Linked DNA regions of Mus musculus: region 1 is linked to region 2. A link is a contact called in public Hi-C data. All regions are on one chromosome and are shown on one strand. The core of a region is the stretch at or near the end of the contact, and the rest is flanking DNA. Distances in the headings are between cores, read along the strand shown. Region 1 has its middle 100 kb from the start of Gm23273. Region 2 overlaps Slc13a4 (solute carrier family 13 (sodium/sulfate symporters), member 4).

Region 1 (4,442 bases), core at 1,484-3,983, 580 kb after region 2:
TCTATGGGTATCAACATAGATATTTAGATGCTAGGTCAATTTGGCAAACTGATAGTGTGATGGTTTGAATGTGAATGTCCCCATAGACTTAGTTATTTGAACACTTGTCCCCTAGCTGGTGGCACTGTTTGGCGGAAGTTATGGAGAGATGTGGCTTTGATCGAGGGAGTACATCACTAGGGGTGGGCTTTGAGAGTTTATAACCTCAAGTTATAAAGTTTATAACGTTTGAGAGTTTAAACCTTTCCTGTTTGCTCTCTGCTTCATGTTTATGGTTGAAGATGTGATCTCTCAGCATATTGATCCAGTTGCCTATAGCCATTATCTACTTTTCCTCTGAAATCATAAGCGAAATTAACATATTCTGTAAATCACCATGATCCTGGTTCTTCATCACTAGAACAGAGAAGTAATGAGTGCATATTGTGTTTGGTTCTCTCTGGGGCCTGTGTGTTTCCTCCGTCGGTCTGTGATCAGTGGAAACTCCTAGTGACCTTTTCTTTACTTTGGAGGAGTTCAAGGAATTCATGAACATTTCAGCAAGAAAAGAAGAAACAGCAATCTTCCATGGCTGGACACTATATATTCTGTATCTTTTCAACATTTTATCTCACACAACTTGAACATGTGTCATTTCAGTATGAACAGAGATATCTCACTAAACAAGATTCCAGAGTATTCTCTGCTATGTATGGTCTTATGTTAGTTGTTCCTCAGGCTTTGCGGTTAGATTTTAATAGTTTGGGGTTGGTTTTAATCTTTTGTATTTTTAAGGGGGATATGTTCGCTTCTTTACAGTCACATTTTCTTTTTCAACAATAAGGATATTTATGGAAATATTCATTTCTATCTAGGCTTTTTCATCAAAAAGTGTACATAATGTACCTTAATTGGTAATCATTTCTAAACTACCTGGAATTCAGTTTTGATTAGCTTTTTTCTTTGAGTGAAAGGTTCCTGGCATATTCTGATAGAGCAGTGAACATGTCTGGCAGTGTTCCATATGGTATTATCCAGTATCATGACCCCAATCTTAGTGAGTATGAAAGTGCCTTGCTGGGTCCACACAATAAAAGATTCCCCCAGGACCACATTTCTGAATCCTGATTCTAAGCAACAATCACTGTAGTTTAAAATCTTTTTATTTAAAAATATTTCATTTATGCATCTAAGTGTTTTGCTTGCATATATGTCTATATACCATGTGCATGCTGGCACCTGTAGAGGCCAAAAGAGGGCGCTGGATCCCCTAGAACTAGAATTATAGGCAGGACTGAGCTGCCATGTAGCTGCTAGGATTCGAACCGAGATCCTCTGGAAGAACAGTCAGTGCTCTTAACTACTAAGTCATGTTTCCAGTCCCTAAATCAATTCTTAGACAGTAGCATTTTTATTATAGTCTGAAATTACTTGTTTCCTCCAAGGAGATAGTTGCTTTATTAATGTGTTAGCTATTAAACTGAATTTGGCTTCATATTTACCATATATTTTACATTATTAACAATATCAGTTTTTAAAAACAGAGAGAGAAAAGGCATAGCTGTGGAAGCAGAACTCTATGCAAGTCTCTTCTAGTAGTGCTTGAGAGAGTCCTTCACTCCCAGTCCTAACCCTGGCCCTGATATGGCCAGCTACCAGAATCACCCAGTTAGAGAGATTTAAGAACTGCATGTTGCCATCCAGTCAACAACAGCGACAATGAGTGCCTTAAGTCACACATTCAGTGCCATCATAATGGAATGTCACTCTGTTACTCATCACAAACCAGTAATTGATGTTTCCTGTCATAGCTGACAGATCCATAAATCCAATTTTTCATGTTGCATAACTTGAAGAAAGCTTTTTTTTTGTCCTTGATGATAGAAATTAACTTTGAACTGCAAGCCTTCCCCCCTCATCCTCTCTTCAGGTGGGAAATCCTTTATTCACAACTTAAGGTGATTTTTCTTACCTTTTAGCTTAAAGAGTGAAGCCATTTAATGCTGCATGGCCAACAATGATTTGTTAAAGAGATTAAACTGCACTTCCTAGAAAGATTAGTTCTATTATAATTAAGGGACCATTGTATAGCATAGAGTATTTTTGCCCACAGTGCCCTAAAACATGTAGCTATGAGCAAACGTTGGGTCTACCTCCAGAGACTGAAACAAGGAAGTAGTCCCACCCAGGAAATGTCACTCTACATCTCTCATGTATTTGTGTACTTAGTTATACCCAAGAGGGTGGAAGACAAAGTATCTTTGCCTTTTTAAAAAGACAGTGATTCAGGAGCTATCAGGGAAAATAACACTGTAATAATATGGATATTGTTCAATGAATCAGTAGTGTTATAACTACCAAGAAAGGGTCACTATAAGAACAGGGGTACAACAAAATAAGGAGTCACATGCTTTTAAGGTTTTTTTTTTCCACTTAATTCTCTTCAAATGATTTTGGGGTAAACGTACTTAGTGGGTTGGAAGTTATTAACTTCCTATTCTTGCGATTGATGATGGCTCCCACAGCAGAGCTGTCTGTTAATATTACCTAAGTGACTAGCTTCATTTACAAGTACCCTCTGAGCCCAGAATCATAACTGTGCCTTACAGCCATTCATGGGCCAATAAACTACTTGGCATGAGTGATACTTTAATACAAAAAAATTAATTAGACTTGTGGTTACTCGTGTCTCTCTTCTGGAGCAAGGACGTTCTTTGCCCCAAGAGGACTTTTATTGATGTGATTCTTACACAAGACCTCTAAACAAATATAAAACCTCTGTTCAGAACTAACCTAATGATCATGGCCTTGAGGGCCCGGGTTCTCCTGCTAATTCTCCCATCAGCTCTTCACGTGATATTGTGCTTATCATTTATCTTCTTTGGGCTTCAACTTCATTATCCTTAATCCAGAAGAGCGAGAGTAGAAAGGTCAGTTTCCGTATAACTCAAATATTTGGAAACTGGGACAAATATGATATCTACATTCCTCAGAAGCTTGCAGACAAAACACATAGTTACCTGGATTTTATGGAAAACGTATGCTCTTTCTTTCCTTTCAGGAATCACTAATTGTCATGAAAAGTTGCCTGGGATGGAAGTTTTCTCCTCAATGAGAAAAATATACTTGAATGACTACTGGTCAAATGGGAATTGATTTGTCATCGAATGTAAAGCATGATTATTTTCTTATGCACAGGCAGGGTAAAATCTTGTGTTTTACAGGAAGTATGGCCATGAAAACATATAAGAAAATAGAGTTTAAATATATTTAATTCTCTTGGGCTTTTTTGCATGTGTGTTTTGCCTGCATGTTTGTGTATCCTGTGCATTATAGGTACAGGACCCAGAAGGGAGCATAAGGTCCCCCTGAATTGGAGTTATGGATGGAAGGTTGTGAACTACCAGGTGAGTGCTGGGAGCAGAACTTGGGTTCTCTGCAAGCAACACATGCTTTCAAGCCATCGTTCCATCCACCCTAGAACCCTCTTCATCATGAAAAGATGAAAGTTCCCCACCCTCCCGAATGACATCTTATTCTGCTGTCTGGAAGTAGCTGCTCCTATTTTTAATTTTCAGGCTCAGCTGTCTTCATTCCGTCTTTGTTCACACTGACTTCTTCACAGCATAGGATGCCATTATCTAACTTTAGGTTTTCAAAAGGATTGGAATCTGTCTTCTCTGACGGCTTTTCTGCTCTCCATACCCCATACCAGCTTGTCTGTTTCCAGCTTCCTTGCTTGAATACTCTGAAAACTTTAATATTACAACAGCTGAACAATAGCTGCACAGGGTTTTGCGGTTTTGCTTTGGCTTTTTTTTTTTTCTTTTCTTTTTTGGTAAGGAACTTCATTAGTCAAGAATGTCTCTGTTGCCTCTTATTGAGCATTTATCTTCTTGTCTCCTCTAAGACTAGCTCCACTTTTTCTTTCTCAAGTCACCAGGGACAGTCAGCTCAATATTGGAAAATATTTTATAGCTCTTTGTTGTGCTGCTATCCAGGCCTGAGTCCTGGTGACAGCATTCTTTTCCAAAAGTGGAACTCACACTTCTTCCTGTTCACTTCAAATCTCTCTTTCCTGTCCTCGTACATAGACTCTACACTTTGGTGTCAGACCTCTCAAACTACATTTCACATCTAGTGTACTTTATACCAGATTTCTCGGGCCAGTCTGTTTCCTGTTTCTTTGGCATTCTTATTACTGACTTTTTAATCCCTTGCTTCCTATTTTCTAATACATATATTTGTAGTAGGGACAAGTGATGTATGAAGCTCAACTCCACTCCATGCTAATCTTCTTATGGAAAATTCTATGTCACTCACAGCTGGCACTGCAAGTATCTGGTTAGTTTTTATAGTCCTACATAGTCTGCATTTGGGTGTTATATTTTTCTTTTTCTTTTCTTTTCTTTCTTTTTTTTTTTTAACAAGTTCCTTAACAGTATAGTTCTGTATGCCTGCTA
Region 2 (4,537 bases), core at 1,725-4,224:
TTAAATGGAAAATTTCAGAAAGAAACAATCCCTACGTTTTAACTTGTACTCCTCCCAGAGGTCTATGAACTCTCCTGCCTCTTATTTGGCACATGAGTTAGCCCCATCTATCTACTCTGTCTAGGCTATTCTGCCAGTCGTATAATAGCTATATTAGTCATTAGAATTACTGATGTACTGTAGTGCCGGTGTTCATGTGACCCATAGTTAATGGTGAGGAGTGGAGTAAGATAGAGGTGGCAGCATGCTTGAGCTCCCGAAGGACATGAGAACTCTGGCTCTCTGTGGCAAAACTGCAGGGCACCAAGCAACATAATTTATCTAGCATCTGATGCTCCATGTTTCTAGGCAACCACAGGGAGACTTGGGACATAATCCCTATGTATAATGTATAAGTGTGTGTGTGGGAAGAGGACTATGAAGTATCACTTTAATTAATTTTTAACTTTTTTTTTAAGTGGGAGGAAGGAGATTGTGGCTCTGTTCCAAGAAGTCTGAGAATGGAAACCCAGATATAACTTCATCTTGCTGTTTTCCTCACAAAGAATGTGGGCCTTCACCTCTTTTGGGGCAGTCCTCTTGGTGGTGGTGGTTGGGGGGGGGCGCGGACTGATGGCCGACTTCTTGTTCTTGCCTGTTAGTGGGTGCCTGTGATAGGCACTTTCACACCAAGAACAGCACAGGGGCCTCACAGTGCCTATGGGAGCCAGGGTAGATACTTCCAATTTGGCATGTTTTACAATATGGGCAAATTTCTCATTGAGTCCAAAGCTTGCTATTTTTATTTTCACCAGGTTGGCTGGCCAATGAGTTCCCCAAATCTACCTTTCTCTTACCTACAGTAGCAGGGTTCCTGATACCTGCAGCCACACCTCATTGGCTCTGGAGATCTGAACTCAAATCTCCTTGCCTCTACAGAATAGTCTCTAACTCACTAAGCCCCAGTTTCCATTCTATGGTGGACTGCATTCATAGCTATTTTAGAGTGCATAAGGTCTGTGGGCCACAGGTTGGACATACCTGCAACATTAGACCCAGAACTGGATGTCTTACTCAGCTCTCCATTAACACTGAGCCCTGTCAAAGCCAGAGACAGCACACACCCTGGCTAGTGTCTAAGGAAGACACCACAGTTGCCATGTCTGTCCCTCTTTCTGTCATTCCCTACAGGCTGTGATGTCATTACACTGAGAATGTCCTGCAGGGGCTCCAGCCCCTTCTCATCACATGATCTTCCTTCCTGGGAACGCACTGTAGCAGCAAATTTTAGGGTTAGCCATGGGAAGGAAGGGACCAGGGATCAATCCAAGCAGCTGGCACGCTAGGCTCCCATTCCCTACTTGAGTAGGCCTTGCTCTTTCTCCTGTTCTGTGTATTGAGTATCTTAAGATTGGGTTTAAAGAAAAGGTACTGAGTCAGGTCTAGTGTCACACATCTGTAATACCAACTGAGGCAGGAGGATTAAAAGGTTGAGGGCCGCCTGGCCTACATAGTAAGATTCCCCAACCCCTTAACAAATAAATGAAGAATTACAGAAAGAAAAAAAGGAAAGGAAAGAAAAGGTACTGTTGTTTATAAAAATATTTGGGGTGTGTGTGTGTGTGCAGTGCTGGAGAGATGGTTCAATGGTAAAGAACATTTGCTGCCTTTCCGGAGAACCTGGGTTTAGTTTCTAGCACCTACATCAGGTGGCTCACATCTGCCCATAACTCCAGCTCCAAGGGATCTAAGAAATCTCTGGCTTCTAGGACACCTGCATGCACACAGACTCACCAGCCATACACACATACACATCAATAAAAAATTAAAAAAATTAAAAAATGTAAAACTCTCCCTTAGCAGGAAGACCCAGATGGATATCCAGAGGACCTCAAAGCTGGCCAAGCTTCTGTATGGCTGGAGATCTTGACCTTATCTTCCAGTTTCTGATCTGGGACTGTGTGAAGTGCTCCAAGTAGGGAGGCTGAAGCAAGGGCTGGGCTCTGAGGCCAGATAGGAAGTTTGGTCTGGTGTTGGCTCAGAGAAAGTTGTTTGTTCCACAGAAACATGAAGTTAGCCTCAAAGGCTACAGGGTCTACACAGCTTTCCATCAAGTCTGGCTATGAAGTTCAGCTGAGGCTGAGTTTATGACAGATGGCCCACCTCATCTGCAGCCCGCATCCCCTGATCTGCAGCCCGCATCCCTGAAGGACCTGCATGCAGGAAAAAGGTCAGCCTCCATGTGGAACAGAGGCCTTTCTAGCCTTGAAAGTGGGGTGGGGAATGCCTCCAGGGTTGAGCAAACAAATAGCCAGGGTTTGTACAATAGGCAGGCATCCAGAGGGTCAGAAAGACTGGGAGCCAGCAGGGAAGCAGATTGATGACATCAGACTCCAGCGGGACATGGCTGCTATCCCAGAGGGGGTCACCTCCCTTTTCTCTTGCCCTGGCAGGACCTTGAATCCTTGCCCAGTGAGGCTTGCCCAGCGGCATGCAGTGCAGGGATGCTGGTACACTGATGGGAGAGGATGGTGGCAGAGGGGGGTTGTGCACAGTCAGAACATGTGAATACTATCTATCAGAAGTAATTTCTGTGCCTGGACTTCCCAGTAGTAAGAGTGAGAAGGCTTTTAAAAGACAAATCTGAGGTCAGTAAGAATCACGGTGGAGTCCAAACAAACAAAATGAAACACAAACACCGACTAAAACTCAGGTTGGAGTCCTGCACACCAGCAGAGGGAGGTATTACTGGGTGCTCATGGGAAGATTGTAGGAGGTATGGGGGGAATGTTTGGAGTGTTACCCTGTAATCTCAGCTCTCTGGCAGCAGAGACAGGATGACCATTGAGGCCAGCTTAGGCTACTAGACACAACAACCTAGTCAAAAATTAAATGGCAGAATCCTAAAGTCAAGGAGGCTTTAGTGTCTGATCATCTGCCAAGGCACGAAGTCCATCTCTAGCCTAGTGTCCCTGGTGTGGTCATTTGGCTCGAACCTCCTGGAACAGGAATATGAGGACTGTGCCCAGCGGCCAGTTTCTGAGTTTCCCTTACACTCAGTCCTTATGGTGGCGAGCTCCTTCTAGCCCTGTCATTGGTTCTTTTGGATTGAGCCCGCCATACTAGGCCCAGGCGCCAGAAACCATGTCTCCCTCAATCGTTTCTTCATTTCTCATCTTCCCAGGGCCCAGATCTTTGATGTTCTGGCCAACTCCCCTCTGGAAGAGCTCCCTGTGCAGACTGAGGTGCTGAGCCCATCACTGATTAACTAAATGGAAGCTTTTGGTACAGATGGCCCAGGGACCAAGAGTTCAGGTTTTAGAATCACACACCCCTAGATACAAGACCTGGTTCTATTGCTTACTAGCTGGGAAACCTTGGGTAAGTTACTTAACCTTTCTGAGCTGCAGTTTGCTCCTCTATAAAACAAGGGTAGAAAACTGTGGCTCCTTTTAGAAGATTAAATAACACAGTGCTGGGAGATGATACTCCATGGAACCTGGCATAAAGCGAACAGGTCAGGGAAGAAGCCCTTTTCTCCAGCTCTGTGGCCTGAACCTCTCCTCTTAGTCTCTGCTCCTGGGCAGGGATTTAGGCCACCAGCTCCCCTGGTCCTCTGGTCACTGGGCTCACAGCACTCACACCCAGTGTTTCCCCTGGGATTCCCGCAGCAGAAGTCAGTCATGGAAAGTTTCAGCAGCGTGGTGGAGGCAGTTCCTTATAACAAAGCCATCTCTTTCTGTGCCTGTATCTACAGCTATAGCTCTCCTAGCCTCTTATCGGACTGGTTCTGTTTTTTCTCCAGTGCTCTGGCTCCTATAAATAGCTTTACGCAGAGGAGAACTCAGGACGGCCAGAAATAAGACTTGAGTGGGCAGAAATGGCATATTTACTTCGATCACCCTCTGGTTACTGTACCATCCAGAATGGAAGATCTAGAACTCAGAATCCCAAGGGAATGATGTAAAGGACAAAAGCCATAGGCTCAGGTCCTGACTGACCCCATTCACAGGCTTTCATGGAGGCCATGCTCTTTCCAGCCCCAAGGAGCAACAGAAACTGAGGCCCGAGGCCCGAGGACACTGGGACACTACAAGTCCTAGAGAATGTACGTCTACAGAAGGCTACATCTGTTATATATCACTTTTAAAAAATGGTATATGCCATCAAGGTAGCTCAGAGGGAAGGGAACTACTCTTAGGGGAAGTCTTCAGAAACATTTTACTAGAGTGTAATTAGTCATAGGGTTTTAAAGGGAAAGGAATGGAGAGGCCAAGTCCCAGCAAGGGGAGGATTAGGAGCGGGACCTGGGTTAGGAACAGCATGTGTAGCTGGACGACTAGGAGGCTCCTGGGGAGAAATACCTTGCTTTTCCCCGTGAGCCATGATGCTGGTGTCAGGGCATACCGAGAGAGGGCGGAATGGGTGTTTCGGCTGCAGCTAGCTGGCCCACAACGCTGTCACCTAAGTCCTCTATCCTGTTGGTATTTTCCTTTAATCCAAGGTCAGCTGAACAGACTATATTTGGACTGATCTATTCCTTATACCTCAATTACTA

Evidence for each region. A called contact is a pair of places that touch in the nucleus more often than the background predicts.
Region 1: a Hi-C map of liver shows a contact between it and region 2, with 4 times the contacts expected there. The contact joins two enhancer-like sites. A contact is called at or near these places in 1 of 39 promoter capture datasets (macrophages) and 3 of 484 Hi-C or Micro-C datasets (all in liver).

What each region holds. Positions count from the first base shown.
Region 1 is chr6:35,872,083-35,876,524 of GRCm38.p6, forward strand. No RefSeq gene overlaps it. Among named protein-coding and RNA genes, the nearest start is that of Gm23273, 100 kb to the right of the region's middle. Within about 2 kb of position 2,734, at least 2 of the 459 cell types and tissues checked have an H3K27ac peak or open chromatin away from gene starts, as enhancers often do. A contact at or near this core is called in liver, where this site is marked.
Region 2 is chr6:35,294,802-35,299,338 of GRCm38.p6, forward strand. All of the region lies in intron 2 of Slc13a4 (solute carrier family 13 (sodium/sulfate symporters), member 4), which reads right to left. Among named protein-coding and RNA genes, the nearest start is that of Slc13a4, 11 kb to the right of the region's middle. Within about 2 kb of position 2,975, at least 35 of the 459 cell types and tissues checked have an H3K27ac peak or open chromatin away from gene starts, as enhancers often do. A contact at or near this core is called in liver, where this site is marked.